Regions from separate parts of the Mus musculus genome. Here regions 2 and 3 are each linked to region 1. The links are chromatin contacts, called in public HiChIP or PLAC-seq and promoter capture Hi-C maps. All regions are on one chromosome and are shown on one strand. The core of a region is the stretch at or near the end of the contact, and the rest is flanking DNA. Distances in the headings are between cores, read along the strand shown. Region 1 holds the start of Ccdc28b (coiled coil domain containing 28B). Region 2 holds the start of Zbtb8a (zinc finger and BTB domain containing 8a). Region 3 holds the start of 1700108I11Rik (a long non-coding RNA gene).

Region 1 (4,946 bases), core at 1,565-4,064:
GCCAGCGCCTTCCTCACTTGGGCAAGTCCCCTGCACATGACCTCATTTTAGGACCAAGAGCTATGTTGGTTTCTTAGATTGTTAGCTTTTTCTCTAGAGGACCACAGTGGGTATGGCTTGGAGTCCAGGGCCCTTGGCTATACAAACAATATTTAGGTCCTTGTCCAGGGGAGAACTTCGTGTATGCCATGTCAGCCCCACTTTTTGTCGTTGTTTTCCATGAGGCTTTTTTGGACCATGGTCGGAGCTTAGGCACTTTCTGTAAGAATGTTTCTGTAAAGATGGTTATTTAACGCTTCCTAGTCCCCATCATGTTAGTCCTCCAGAGCGCTAACCCAGAGGCCAGTGGAACTGCCCAGGTGTCCACAGAGGGGCTGCAGCCTGCAGAGAACTGCTCCAGCCCCCCTCCACCTTAGTAGCATGTGTGGACCACCAGGCATCTGACTGCCCTTGACCAGCCTCGGGTAGGAGGGCTGCCTCTGTCCCCATGACTGCTTTCCTTTGCCACCCATACTTGTTTGAAGTTGTGCTGACAGCTTTTTTTTTTGTACCCTTTCCCGTTCCCAGTTTGCGTTGGAATTGGCAGCAGCCAGGGACTTGCTATTGATGAATTTTACATTAAATAGTCCTGTTGCCTTACCTGTATCTCAGCCAATCGAATTATTGGATCTTTCTGGATCTGCAGAGTGGCAGTGGCCGGTCATCGTCCCACATCCTCCTGGCCACAAGTTGAGGACCATGACAGATTCTTTAGCTGTGTTTGCTCTTGGCATAGAAAAAAAAAAAATCAAAGGACATAAGTAAAAAATGTTAGACATTTCAATAAGGTGTGTACAGCTGCAATCCCAGCATGGAAAGGCTGAGGCATGGTTGCTATGAGTTCAAGGCTGCCTTGGGCAATATCAGCTAGGCTTATATGAGCAGAAACCCTATCTCAAGGGGCGGGGCTGAGGCTCTCCAGGTGGGGTGCCCTTGTTCCCAGCACTCTGAGGTCAGCCTGATGCACATGTAGTGTTCCAGTTTGCTGTAGTGAGACCCTGTCTCAAAAAGGGCGTGAGGAGGAGGGGTGGCTCCCCAGATGCTAGAGAGGATCTGCTCCTTCAAGTTGCCTTTTGTTCTCCATATATACAGCTTGACACCCACCGCCACTCATGCACTGGTGCTCATATAATACATGTAATTTTTAAAAAAAAACGTAGCTACTGAGAGGAAACAAAGCTTTAAAGCAGAAGTCCTGAGAAGGACAGACAAGTCATGACCTCATCCAATACTCAGTTGAACCTAGTGTGGGAGAACATGCCTTTAACCCAAAGGCAGAAGCAGACTAGTGAGACAGGTGCCCAGGAGGGTGAGGGGAGAGATGAGGTTTGTGTTTAGGTGTTCCTTAGGAGTTCAGAGCAGACCCAGAGGGCCTTGAGGACCTATTGAAGGAAGGTGTTCACACAGCTGAGTAAGGGGTAGGAAGCTACTGGGTCTGTGCTCTCGCCCTCCTGGGGAAATGCGCATGCGCGCGGCCTTAGTAGTTCCCTAATTCAGCTGGTTTCCTCTAAGGGACACTGTAGGTGGCCTCAGCCAGCACCAGGTCTCTGGGTTGGTTGGGCAGAAAAGATGGAACTGCTCAGCTTTATAGGGGCTGTCCCTTGATTCCTTCTAGCCAGAAGCGGTAGACAAATTGATTCTAAAAGTCCTCCAGTAGGGGTGGAGAGGATTCCTTTCCTGCCTCCGCATCAGGAGCTTGCAAGCGCAAGTGGCTCCGCAAAAGCTTCTGGCTCCTCAGGGAAGCAGCTGAAGGTGGCAACCCCGGGTGCTCCTGGGCCCACTGTCACTTTGATGAACGAAGCTGGCACCCTGCTCCAGCAGCAATTCTGAGAGGAAAGGGACCTTCCAGCGTGCTCCCCTCCCTCCGGTTCTTGGTTGTTTAGAAGTCTTGGATTAGAGTTGCTTCCTAGAGCAGTTTGCATGTTAACAGCACCTGGAAAAGATCCCAGAAGCAACACCTCTGGGTGCCCACAGCCAGGGAAACCTACTGTTGTTGCTAAAGGAAAAGGGAAGATGGATGCTTTGTTGCCTAGGTCGCTTTAATTTGAGCCTGCTGGGCAGCCTGACACCCTCTCCTGTGGCATCGGATGCTGTTCTGGAGATCTGAACCAGACTCCTCTGCCAGATCTTCAAATAGCCTCATTGGTGGGACCTCCCTCCTCCAGCAGCACAACCGCCAACAGTTCTGGGCCAGCCTCCTTCCGGAGCTCTCACGCCCCACCTCCTGCCAGCCTGCTTGGGATCCTATTTGCTCTGGTTCGGAGGTGGGGAGAGGCCCTGTCAGTTCTTCAGCGCTTACAGGCTAGGAGTATCTGGATGTCACAGGACAGCGACCGTGCCCAGGAATGAGTGACAATTGATTATTTTCCGTAAAATCGGGATAACAGTTATGTCTCAGGATTGAATGTACATAAAAGGCTTAACAGGGTGCTGGGTACTGATTGTCTTTGTTCCTTCTGGTGTCCGCCCCTCATTTTCCCGTATACTTATATATTGCCTCTGCCCACACATTCATTTAGCCCCATCATTTCCCTACCACCCCTGCTGCAAACAAAGCCACCACCATTTTGTAAGGGATCCCCTCCAAACGTGACAAGAAAAGGAAATGATTTTAAATCCATATCCCGTAACTAACAGTGCTCCTTTAGTTCTTGTGGGAGGTAGGGAAGGGGAACTGTTAAATCGACGGAAGTACTCTCCTCCGGCTCCGCTCCCAGGGAATCCAAAGAGGGCTACTTTCTCTTTAAATGCAAATCATCTCCAGCCAGCTTAGCTCCCTCCAGCTCCAGTTCCCCTGAGGAGAGAGAAAGCAGGGTGAAGGGAGATTGCAAAGAAGCACTGTTTCACACTCCAGACCCCAAACTTCCAGGTCAGTAGAACCCCAAGGGGGCGAGAAGGGAGTGAGGAGGATGGGGGCGGGGTGCCGCACCTGATGCTTGTTTTTTGAAGCCCGAATTGAGAACTGAATCTTTCCTTAGGCACATCTCAGGCGGATCACAGTCGCTCTGGCTGCCGCTTCCATCAGGTCTCTTACTGGGTCACACTGCTGCTACATGGAGAGAAAAAGAGTTCTGTCTCCCACCACCACCACCCCCCACCCCACCCCCGAGCCCCACTGATGCCACCCAGCTGTTCCATGCCAGCTTAAACGCTTAATGTTCCGATTTGACCATCGCCCTCTCGGAAGTAAAGTGAGGGAGCTGAGACCTCCCCTGGAGAGGACCTCAGCAGACCAGATACCTAGGTGATGGGGCTGTAGGGGAGTCAAGCTAAGCTAATCAAGTCAGAGTTACATTGTTGGAGGTCTAGCCCCTAAAGACTTTCTAACTAGAAAAAGAAGAGACTAGAAGCTGTCCTGGGAACTTCTGGGCAGCCCTGGCATGTGTAGTTGAAGTGAAGTGGAAGAGAGGCCAGTGATGAGCCGGCTATTCCTGGTCCATATGATTGACACCAGGGTATTTCCAGGTGTCCCTGCCTTACCTTGGTTGCACCTCATGCAGTTAGTCAGTATCCGCTGCCATATACAGACCGTTGCCTAGCAAATGGCCTCCTGATCCTCAGCTTGCTCCCCTAGTCACATCCACCCTGTCTCCTGAGCATCTTCCTCTACAGCCCCAGGCTCTGGGCTGTAGTGACAGGAAAACAGCAAGATGACCCTGGTCTGGGCCAGCCCTCTCCAGCAGGCAGATGGGGCTGTCAGGAAGAAAAGGGCTTTGCTGGCCTTGGGAGGTCCTTCAGATGCATAGCTACAGTCCAGCAGCAGGCTGGCATATGACCCTGTACAGACAAGAGGACAGAGCTCCTGACTGATGGACAAAGATACATCTGAAGACCCTTCCTCTCAGACGAAAGAGGGTGCTGAGTGAAGGGATGATTTTGCCCCCTTCCTTCCCAGACCTGAGGTCCAACACACCACCCAATGGAAGACAAAAAGAAGAAACGGAGTCCTAAGCCCTGCCTGACCCAACCAGCACAGGCCCCAGGCACACTGCGCAGAGTCCCTGTGCCCACCAGCCACAGTGGCTCCTTGGCTCTGGGACTCCCTCATTTGCCATCACCCAAGCAGCGAGCCAAGTTCAAGAGGTGAGTAGGGAGGGGCTCTTGGCCAGACTGGAGACTCCCAGGTGTGAGCCGAGCACTGTGTAAGGAGGACCTGCAGACATCGACATCGCTGCTGAACAGCAGCCAATGCCTTACCCATTCACTGGGGATGTAGACCCGACGTGTCCTCAGGTACATAGAGACCACTGGCTCTAGCTCTGAGGAGGGAGTGAGTGAGTGTGACTGTGAGAGGAAGCTGCTAGACACTGATGAGGGGAGGTGATAATCAAGACTGAGAATGCCATGAGAACCAAGACACTGATGGAAGGGCCCCAGGAGTGTAGGGATAAACACCAGGGAGGACGATTCCTTCCTTTTAAATTCATTGTATTTTGGTCACCACGCTGGGAGATTGACCTCAAGATACTGATACTGGGCAAGTGCTCTCCCACTGTGCTTTCTCCCTCGCCCATTTAAGTTCTCTGCTCAGTTCTTTTTAAATAATGGAAGTCTGGCTGCAAGTGGTAGTGCAGGGCCATCATCCCAGCCCTTGGGTGGCAGAGGTGCAGGATCAGGAGTTCACAGATCATTGGCTACATAGAGAGTTTGAAGTTAGCCTGGGTTAGAAGAGACCCTACCTCAACAAAAACAAAACAAAACCAATGTTAAGAATTTTGGTGGCCAGGTGCGGTGGCACATGCCTTTAATCCTAGCATTGGGTGGCAGAGGCTGGTGCATCTCTCTGAGAACAGCTTGGACTACACAGTGAGTTCCCGCCAAGTCAAGGCTGAATAGTTAGACCTTGTCTCAAAAATAACAAAACAAAAGATAATTTGGATCCTACCCTAGGTCCAGGTTTGTTCCCA
Region 2 (4,946 bases), core at 1,489-3,988, 250 kb after region 1:
TTCATGGCCAGCCTTATGTTCCCTTCTGGAACACGGTTATCGAACTTGTTCTGTGTTTGTTCATCTATTTTTGAGGAAAGGGCCAGGTGGCGTTTAGCCCAGGCTAGCTTAGAATGCCCGGTCTTCCACCATGCCTAGCTCTGTTGACAGTTTTAATTCACTAACACTAAAATAAAACCTCTGGCTAGGCCTAGGGGCACACACCTCCCTCCCCAGCTCCTTGGGTGGTTGAAACACCAGGATAGGCTGAACTCAGAAGTTCCAAGACAGCAGGAAGAGGCGGGTAAAACCCTGTTCCAAAAACAAACCTTAGCTGGGCATGTTGGTGCACGCCTTTAATCCCAGCACTTGGGAGGCAGAGGCAGGTGGATTTCTGAGTTCAAGGCCAGGCTGGTCTACAAAGTGAGTTCCAGGACAGCCAGGGCTACACAGAGAAACTCTGTCTCGAAAAAAACCAAAACCAGCCAACCAACCAATCAAACAACAACAACAACAACAAAAAACCCCAAACCTTTTCCCCCCCAAACTGTTGAGATTTACTACTGTGTATGATTCGGTGGGGTATAGGAGAGCACAGTGGAAGCCCTCAGGAGTACAGGGCCTGCCACTTGTCCAGGGGACCACAAGTGAGGATACATTTGACCCTACAGCCAACAGGGATAAGGCACTTCTCAGCTACCACGTCTTCAAATTCATCAGCATTACATTTGGGGAAGCTCCACTTCCTTGAGATATGGATCTTCTGGTGGCCAGGAACTTGAACTTGGCTCCCTGTAGAGCCTCAGTCACATGGCCCTTATCTGAAAGCTTGGCGTAGAGGGACAGGGTGACCTGGCCAAAGTAAACCCTGGCCACTGTGCCCAGGGGCTTCCCAAAGGCATCCTGCACACCTGTCCGGGGCCTAGGTTGGGAGCAGACAAGAATAGCTGCTAAAGAATTGTTTCCAACTTCCCTTTAGACAACTGTGTAGGCAAAAGGCTCCTGCACACCGGGCCTCCACCGGGAAAGGGATCCTCCTGGTTGGCTTAGTTGTTTTGAGCTTAATCCTGGCTGAAAGAGAACAGCACAGAGAGACCTGCCTGCTCTCTGTGTGTGTGTGTGTCCCCCAGACAGGGTCTCCTATGTAGCTCTGCCTGTCCTGGAACTATGTAGACCAGGGTGGTCTCGAACTCAGAGCCTCCTGAGTTCTGGCATTACATGCATGTGCCACAACACCTGGTGTCCTAATGATTTTCTTTCTTTTTTTAAAAAAAGATTTATTTATTATATGTAAGTACACTGTAGTTGTCTTCAGACACACTAGAAGAGGGCGTCAGATCTCATTATGGATGGTTGTGAGCCACCATGTGGTTGCTGGGATTCGAACTCGGGACCTTTGGAAGAGCAGTCAGTGCTCTTAACCGCTGAGCCATCTCACCAGCCCTGTCCTAGTGATTTTCAAATAAGCACTGGTCTACCTTTCCTTCCATTATCTCCCATTACCTCAAAAGTCCAGGAAACGAATCTTAATCACAGAGCACCCCTGGGGTAAACAGGTGTGACATTAAGAAACTGTTAGGTGTCAAACCTGGGACAAATAGCTGGGGTGCCTAGTTAACATGTCAAAGCTGACCTGGCCACCAGGTTCTCCCAGCATCCCTCAGTCCAATACCTGTTACAGGGTCCTCTAGGCTGGCATATCCGGCCCCCTAGCTTGAATCCTCCAGTCCAGGGGGCTGAGCTATTCTTCCCTATATAATCCAACCATTTTGGCTCCCTACCCTCTTTGTAATTTGGGTCTCCTGCTGTACTTGGTTCTGCTGCTCTCTCTCCTCCCTCCCCCACCCCACATCACAGGGCACAGCTCAGTTCACTCTGTACTCTCCCAGATGTTCCTGCCTCTGGCTGTGCTCTCCCACATATCTATAATAAACTTTCTCCTCCACTATACCTAGGACCAGGCATGTCCCTTTCCTTTTTATTTCTCCTTTTTTTTTTTTTTTCATTCAGAAATGACTGTATTGTATTCTCAGAGAGAATGATGTTCGAATACATAGTTACTTAGTGAGGAGATCGGAGAAATAGGACCCTGATGGGCTTGACTGAGGCTTGGGAGAGGAACGCCTCAAAATATTAAACGCATGCTTTGAGACTTTGAATCTTCTCCCCCATTCCGCATTACTTGACAATCAGCGTGAAGAAGTAGAAAACTAATTTAGTTTGTGGAATTTAAGCAGTATGAAAATTCAGCGGTTTACTATTTTAGGAAATGTATCACCTGATATTTGTGTGCCATAAATATTAGGGTCACGTCAGAAGAGAAACTTGATTTTACGACCAATTTTTATATTTGAAAACACGAAACACTGTTTTGTACTAGTTTTATATAAAGAATCACGGCCTCTTAATCTCAGCCCCTCCGGGCTTGCCTCTTCAAAGGGCTTGATGGGGACCTACAGAGGTTTCTAAAAGGCTATAACTGAAATTAAGTGCTTCGTCAAAGGGCGATTTTGTGGAACTCTCTCCCATTTTACGTCGCTAAACTTAAGTACAATAATGTCACATGTATACAGTATTTGTGGGCACGCCTAAGTCCCTCCCTCTCTCCTTGAACCAATATCTCCACATATTAGAAATCCAGCCCTTCTGCCCTCCGGAGGCGCCTTTCCCAACGTAAAGTACAATTTTAAAATTTAAGCTCCCGACTAAAAGAATGATCCCCAATCAACTGCTGGGGAACCTGGGCGCCCTAGTGCCTGCGGAGGGTGCAGTCGGGCGTGGGCACGGACAGGGGGAGTGGGCGAAGCTGCTGGTTGGTGCCTGAAATCTGTGCGTTGCCCCTTTAATTGTGTCCTCAGCCCTCGGGCGTTTCTGTCCAACGCCCACGTCAGCAAATACCTTTTGTTTCTCCCACGTTGGGGCTACTTGTTTTAGGGCGCAAAGCCTCGGCTTCGGAAAGGGGCTGCTTCCCCTACCCGGAACCGGGAATCGCTCCGCAGCGCGCGCGCGCGCGAGCGAGCGAGCGAGCGAGCGGCTAGAGCCCCGCGGTAAGTGGCTGCACGGGCGCGGGCGGGAGGAGGGCGGCCCGGGCGTCGGGGCTGCGGGCCGGGCCCAGAGCCTGGCGGAGGGCGGCGGAGCCGCCGGGGTGCGCCCCGGGACTGCAACCCCAGCCGGTGCGCCGGGCGACGCAGGGGGCACCCGGCGCCATTTGCAGCCGGGGGCGCAGAGCGGCGGCTCCGAGGGTCGGCGACGGCCACAAAGGAGACGCGGGCGGCGGCGGCGGCCCCGGGCGCGGCTGCGGGACAATGGCTGCACCGTCGCCGCCCGCGCCCGCCCCGCCGCCAGCCTTGGCCCGGCCCGGGGAAAGGCGGGAAGGCGCCCGAGCCTCCTGACGGCCGCGGCGGCGAGGCGGCGCCACGGGGCCGGGCGTGTCTGCAGACGTCGGGCGCGGGGCGCGGGGCGCTGCAGCCCGGCGGTCTCACTCCGCCCTCCACTCTCTGGTTTTCCATCACGACGCGACAGTTCTGGGCTTAGAACCGAGGGCAGAAATATGGAGCCCCAGCTGGCCCCGCGGCAGAATGTCCCTGGCATCTCCCACCTGGAGACACTGTCGGCTTTAGTCCCTTCGCGCTCTGGCGCGCTTACTCGCCCTTGACCGTGCGGTTATTCGTAATCCACGTCTTTGCGAGACGTGTTTGGAATAGGATTCACACCTAGCGGGCACCCAACCACACACGCCGCCAACACCTAGAAGTCTTTCTATTTGCAGAACTTTAGTAAATGGAGTGGTTTCACTTTGACGAAATATTGCACTTAATTTCTTATGAGACGGCTACGGGTTCCGGCTGTTTATTCTACCTAGCAAAGGGGAAAGGGGGAAAAATAAAACGCTAATGGTTAGGGAGTCTCATCCCTAGGCAGGGAGCTGAGACGTGGCAGCCCCCCAAGGCGCCCTGTTCTTGCAGCGTCCCGGAACAGTCTCCAAAGTACCAAAACCTTCGCTGATTTTATCACTTAAATCGCACTTTTATTTACCTATTTATTCTTTGTTTTAAAGCGGACTCAGGCTAGACTTGAAAATTTGATCTTACCTCCACCTCGGGAGGGCTGGGATGCACTAGGCAAATTTTTGGCACAATTATATACTTTTTAATATTCAAAGACGTTAATATAAGTTTTAAAACTCCTCTTTTAAAAAGCTATTTTATATATCTTTTTTTTGAAGGCACTGTTTCATGTACCCCAGGCTAGCCCTAAATCTTGGACCTCTGATTCTCTTGCAGCCCCTACCAAATGCTGGGATTACAGGCATAGATCACCACACCTGATATTATCCTGTACTTGAATTGAACCCATGCATGTCACATAGGCACTCTACCACTAAACCCAGCCCTCTCCAAACCTTAAATGGCTCCTTCACATCCTACTAAAAAAATAAAAAAATCCAAAACCCCCATGGTGTGTGTGTGTGTGTGTGTGTGGTGTGTGTGGTGTGTGTGCGTGTGGCGTGTGTGTGTGTGTGTGTGTGTGTGTGTGTGTGTGTGTGTGTGTATTTTGAACCCGGGCCTTGCATGGGCTAGGTAAATGTTACCATTGAGATACATCCCCAGGCCCCTTATTTTAAATTTTAATTTTATTATGAGATGAGGGTTTTCTCAGGGTTGCCTTGGTCTTACTTCTTCCTGCCCCGCCTCCCAAGACCCTGGGGTTAGCCGACATTACTGGCACACCACAGTGACCTCCTCTCCCCACCCATCCCTCCTCCATCTGTTCCTGTCCACCTCACGGCCTTTGCACCTGCTGTTTGGTTTGCCTGGAGTAGTTTCAAAGATACACATTCTTTCCTGCTATGGACACCAATCACTCAGATGTCATCTTCTCGGTGAGGCCTTTCCAAGTATAGTTTCAAAACTCGAGTCTCTCTCTATTTTTTTTTTTTTTTAGATTTATATATATATGTGTGTGTG
Region 3 (4,946 bases), core at 1,025-3,524, 230 kb before region 1:
ACTGAGAATATACTGCTGACCTTTCACACTGATCTGCACAATGGTGCAGAAGGAAGTCTGTCTTAGTCATCTCTCGCTCCCTTCCTTAAGGCCTGAAACTTCTGTCCTGCGCCACGGCAGCCCATCACTAGCCATTAGGATTCCTCAGCTTCTACCTTTTCTTGTTCATTCTCCTCCACTCGGATGACACATCCCACATGCACAGTACGAGTCAGTCACCCTTTAAACACACAGCCTCTAACTCAAGAGGACTCTTACATAACCTTTTGCACAAAGACCTGATCTTGCAACGGCTGATCACTGACTGACCTTCCGTGCCTCTGCTCTGCAGAAAGCGGCAATCTACAGTTAGAGGCTCTGACTCAGATGACTTGTGTGGGCTGGGTGTCATTCTGATGCTGTGATCCCAGCACTCTGGAGGCTGAGGCAGGTGGTGGGAATTCCAGGCCAAAGTAGGCATAATCCTGTCTCAAAAACTAGTGGTACAAACGTGTCACCACCACCCCCAGCACTCAGGAGGCGGTGGCAGGAAGATCAGGGATTCAAGGTCATCCTCAACTATTCTTAGCCAGTTCAAAGCCAGCCTGGGCTAGATGTAAGACCTTGTCTCAAAGACGAAACAAGATATTGCTGGTGCTGAGACATTGATCTCTTGAACAAAGCACATGGCTAAGGCTGTCCCTGTGAGAGTACACTGCCCATTTACTGAGATCCCTGCCTTAGCATCACCAACCTACCTTCCCAACCTCACTAAATTTGCTTGCCTTCCTTACCATATTCAGGATCTGCACTGCTGTGCCAACCCACACCAAGCAGTTTTTCAAGTTTACACAAACTCCTTGGGAAATACTGGTACCATCTTCATATATCTCAGCATATAGCGGGTTCCTTCATCTTCCTCGGTCTCATGGCCATTCCGTCTGACTGTATTAATCACTAATTCCTATGCTCTTCCTCACGTTCTCTTATTGCACTGATGTTTAACTGAAAAGAAATGTTCTTCTCCTACCCCTTAATAATTTCTTGCCAGTTTGTCATGTTCCCTCCCCTGGTATCCTCAGTGGCTAGGATAGTGGGTAAACACGTAGCAGGCACACCGCACTCACTCACAGGAGGTTGTCACAGCACTCAACAAGCTGTGTTTAATCCCTTGGGGTTTTGATACATGGACTCCCTATGTAGCCTAGGTCCTCCTGCCTCAGCCATCCAAATGCTAGCTACAAGTGTGTGCCACCATGAGCCCCACAGCTGGGTGTGGAGAGACAGGACCACTGGGAGTCCTAGGCCAACCTAGGTTTTTGTTTTCTTTTGGTTACGTAACTAGAAAAAAAAAAAAAGGAAAACTTAAGAGCTGCCAAGATGGGCTGGTGAGATGACTCAGCGGGTAAGAGCACTCTTCTGAAGGTCCTGAGTTCGAATGCTAGCAACCACCCATAAAGAGATCTGATGCCCTCTTCTGGTGCATCTGAAGTCAACTACAGTGTAACTTATGTATAATAAAAATAAAAAATAAAAAGCTGGCAAGATGGTTCAGCAGATAGAGTGGCTTGGCATCAGCCTACAATCCAACCTCACTTCCTGGGACTCAAAAGTGGAGGAACCAATTCCTGCAAGCTGTTCTCTAACCTCCACACAAATGCTGTGGGGTACCCACAAACACATACACAAATTAAATGTAATTTTAAAAATTAAGGTTTAAAGCCAGATGTGATGGCACACACCATTAATCCTAACATTCGGGAGGCAGAAACAGGTGGATCTCTGTGAGTTCAAGGCTAGCCTTGCCTACAAAGTAGAGCAAGCTACAGAGGGAGACCACATTGGGGGGGGGGGGGCAAAGTGTGCTGGCACACACCTGTAATCCCAATATTATCACCAGGGCAGATGTTCCCAGGCCGTAGTGCCTTAGATCCACATGGAGATAAGACCCAGGTGTTGCGGCACCTGTTCCTTCTTGGCTGTGGGGAATCTTTCCTTGCCTTCTGTGGGTCCCCCATACTACCTACAGTGCTAGCTTGGGGGCCCGCCCTTCATCCATCTGCGAAGCCAGCAACATTAAACCCAGGAAAGGCTCTCTGAAGAACTTCCATCAGTCTGCCAGTTCACCTAGGAAATGCCTATTTCAGCACTGCTATTCACATGAAGCCCACTCATCATGTCAGGCCCAGGAACTTTAGCTGCACGCATCTGAGGAACCATTATTAAGTCACAATGCTTGTTTGTTTCTGTGTTGAGGCCCTGGCTGTTGTAAACCAGGCTGTTCTCAAACTCGAAGAGATCTGCTGCCTGCCTGTGTCTTCTGGGTGCTGGGATGAAAGGCATGCAGCACAACTGCCCAGCTCAATGAAGACTTCAGTGGCATCAATCCCACCAGGTAGACAAATCCAACACTAGGAGAACCCACCACTAAACTAAGTGCAACAGAACTTCTGGTGGTCTTTATAGGAGTAATCCCAATGAAATAAAAATTCTCACTGGGAGACAGAGAGGGCAGTGCATGCCTGAAATCCAGCACTTAAAAGGGGCCGGAGGATAAAAATCCCAAATAAGACGTCTGGTCTACATAAGAAGTTATAGACCAGCCTATAGAGACCCTGTTTCAAAAATAAAAAACCCAAACCACAAAACAATCTATGCTGGAACAGACTCAAAGGAGAATGTAAGTTTAGTTTTACTGTAAATTAAAGAGAAATTTAACTGTAGTGTTCAATTCCCAGTACAGGGTGTGTTTCTGTGTCAGAACAAGGTAGATGTGAAATCAAAACGATTTGTCTTTTGTATGTGTACACACTTGTGTGTTACAGCACAGGCTCCAAGGATCAAACTCAGGCATGGTGGCCATCTTGCCAACTCCTCAAACCAAATAAAGACAGGTTCTCTCTACAAAGCCATGGCTACCTTGGAACTCACTTCACAGACCAGGGTGGTCTTAAACTCAAGTGATCTTCCGACCTCTGCTATCCAAATAATGCCAAGATTAAAGGTTTATACCACCAACTCCAGCTTTTTTTTTTTAAAGATTTATTATATGTAAGTACACTGTAGCTGTCTTCAGACACTCCAAAAGAGGGCATCAGATTTCGTTACGGATAGTTGTGAGCCACCACGTGGTTGCTGAGATTTGAACTCTGGACCTTCGAAAGAGCAGTCGGCGCTCTTAACCACTGAGCCATCTTGCCAGCCTCAGCTCTGACTCTTATCATGCAATAAATAGTATGTTTATAAGTTGGTGGGAATTATGTAGAAAAGTTAATGAAAAGGGTATCAGAAAAAGGCACTTAAATTTGAACCTTTAATCAAATAAGGGATGAGATTTAAGAAGATGGAAATGCTTGCCTTAAAATTAAAAAAATAAAAGGGAGGTGGCTGGAGAGTTGGTTGGCGGTGTGAGTGCTTTTGCAGGTTCTGCAGAGGGCCCACGTTTCTTCAGCAGTAGTTCCAGGGGATCCAATTCTGTCTCTTGGTTTCCATGGATACCTGCACACATGTGGCACACACACATCAAATTTTTCTTTTCTAAATCTTAGAAATACTATAGAATGGGACCCTTTACACTGGGTATGTTGGTAGTAGTAACTAAGACAGTGGCATTGCGTGCCCACCAGAGATGGCTGGGTAAGGTGTAACCTGGCAAGCTTCTTTCAAAGCTTTGGTGTGAGCGCTGGGACACACTGGCCAGGGCACACTGTGACAGTGAGAGGACAGCTTTCAGCTGTCATTGTTGAGACCATCCAGCACTATCACAAGCTGGCTCTGCTCGCTCTCTCTCCTCAGGAGTGCTGGGATGACAACTATCCGTAGCATCCAGCTCTCTCTCTCAAGCACGGGCTCCAGGGATGAGCTCAGCCTTTTTACCCGCTGAGCTGTTTTCCAGGTTCCTTGTTTCTGGGTTTAAAAACCAATTAGAACTAAAGTAAGGAAGGCATTAAAGAAGTAAGAACCCCCAAAGAAAAAGAGCTAAATGAGGCAGATGTGGCAAGTTGGAAAGAGCACTAAGGTTGACACAAGGCCATGAAACTTTAGATGCATCGGCATGGTCAGATACACAATATCAGAGGAGCTGAACCAAAACCAAGTTCAGCCAGAGTGAAAAGACAAAGCATGCCATTTAGAGCCAAGAGTAATGATCATAACCAACCACAGAAGTTAAGAGGGCTAATGCAAGGCACAAGGTTAAAACCAAGCAATGTGACCCACGGCGCCTAAGTAGCACAGCACAAAGCTGTCCGTTGTAACTGCTCACCAAGATGGACTGGCTCTTGCCATAAAGCCCAGGGTAGCTTTGAACTCCCTGGTCCTGTCTAACCTAGACAGGACCAAAGTACTTAGGCTAGCATCACACCCAGTCTCTATCTGTAGCCAGACTTTTGGCTACTTTATGGTTTTTGTTTTGGTTTTTTTTTTTTTTTTTTTTTTGGTTTTTCGAGACAGGTTTCTCTTTGTAGCCCTGGCTGGCCTCAAACTCAGAAATGTACCTGCCTCTGCCTCCCAAGTGCTGGGATTAAAGGCATGCGCCACCACTGCCTGGTGGATTCCTTTCATTATCACCCTTCTCCCTCCACCCCCAACTCTACCTTCCAAGCCCCTAACACTAGGGAAAAGAGGGCATTGAGGCACCAAGTTCCTTGGTGCAAGTTTGTTCCAGTCAGGATATCCAATTTCTTTTCATTTCTTTACCCACAACCACTTGACAAATAGCAAAAGTGGTTGATTGGATCTACCATATATATCCTTTCAAAGAGTCCCTAGAACTGCGAATGTCAAACACATGCAGAAACCACCTGCAGCTGGTGTAATTGCTCCCCTGCTGGAGCATGAAGCAAATCACAACCAGCTGTTGCGGACACTCTAAAGCAGCTCCAAGTCCCACATAGGGGATTAAACATTCCTGACACATTTGTTCTTAAAGAAACCAAAATTCTCATTGTACCCACTAAAACTTTGTT

What was found. HiChIP or PLAC-seq counts read pairs in DNA pulled down with a chosen protein or histone mark. Capture Hi-C pulls out chosen DNA fragments and counts their contacts.
Region 2: a promoter capture Hi-C map of liver shows a contact between it and region 1. The contact joins the promoter of Zbtb8a here to the promoter of Ccdc28b in region 1. A contact is called at or near these places in 8 of 39 promoter capture datasets (cranial neural crest, embryonic stem cells, hematopoietic stem and progenitor cells and 4 more), 1 of 484 Hi-C or Micro-C datasets (CD4 T cells), 5 of 115 datasets of contacts at active chromatin or transcription factors (bone marrow-derived dendritic cells, bone marrow-derived macrophages, effector CD8 T cells and 2 more) and 3 of 9 other capture datasets (adipose tissue, liver and pancreatic islet).
Region 3: an H3K4me3 HiChIP or PLAC-seq map of bone marrow-derived macrophages shows a contact between it and region 1, with 4 times the contacts expected there. The contact joins the promoter of 1700108I11Rik here to the promoter of Ccdc28b in region 1. A contact is called at or near these places in 2 of 115 datasets of contacts at active chromatin or transcription factors (bone marrow-derived macrophages and effector CD8 T cells) and 1 of 9 other capture datasets (liver).

Annotation. Positions count from the first base shown.
Region 1 is chr4:129,621,776-129,626,721 of GRCm38.p6, reverse strand. It overlaps Ccdc28b (coiled coil domain containing 28B), which reads left to right and starts at 2,814. Exons shown (of 6, transcript NM_025455.2): 1 at 2,814-2,908; 2 at 3,935-4,122. The coding sequence starts at 3,959. It overlaps Gm34305 (a long non-coding RNA gene), which reads right to left and starts at 3,936. Exons shown (of 4, transcript XR_376684.4): 1 at 3,520-3,936; 2 at 2,969-3,088; 3 at 641-2,833. Txlna (taxilin alpha) reads left to right here. Exons shown (of 11, transcript NM_001199695.1): 11 at 1-645.
Region 2 is chr4:129,375,820-129,380,765 of GRCm38.p6, reverse strand. It overlaps Zbtb8a (zinc finger and BTB domain containing 8a), which reads left to right and starts at 2,738. Exons shown (of 5, transcript NM_028603.4): 1 at 2,738-3,026.
Region 3 is chr4:129,850,559-129,855,504 of GRCm38.p6, reverse strand. 1700108I11Rik (a long non-coding RNA gene) reads left to right here and starts at 2,274. Exons shown (of 2, transcript XR_868199.3): 1 at 2,274-2,374; 2 at 2,805-3,002.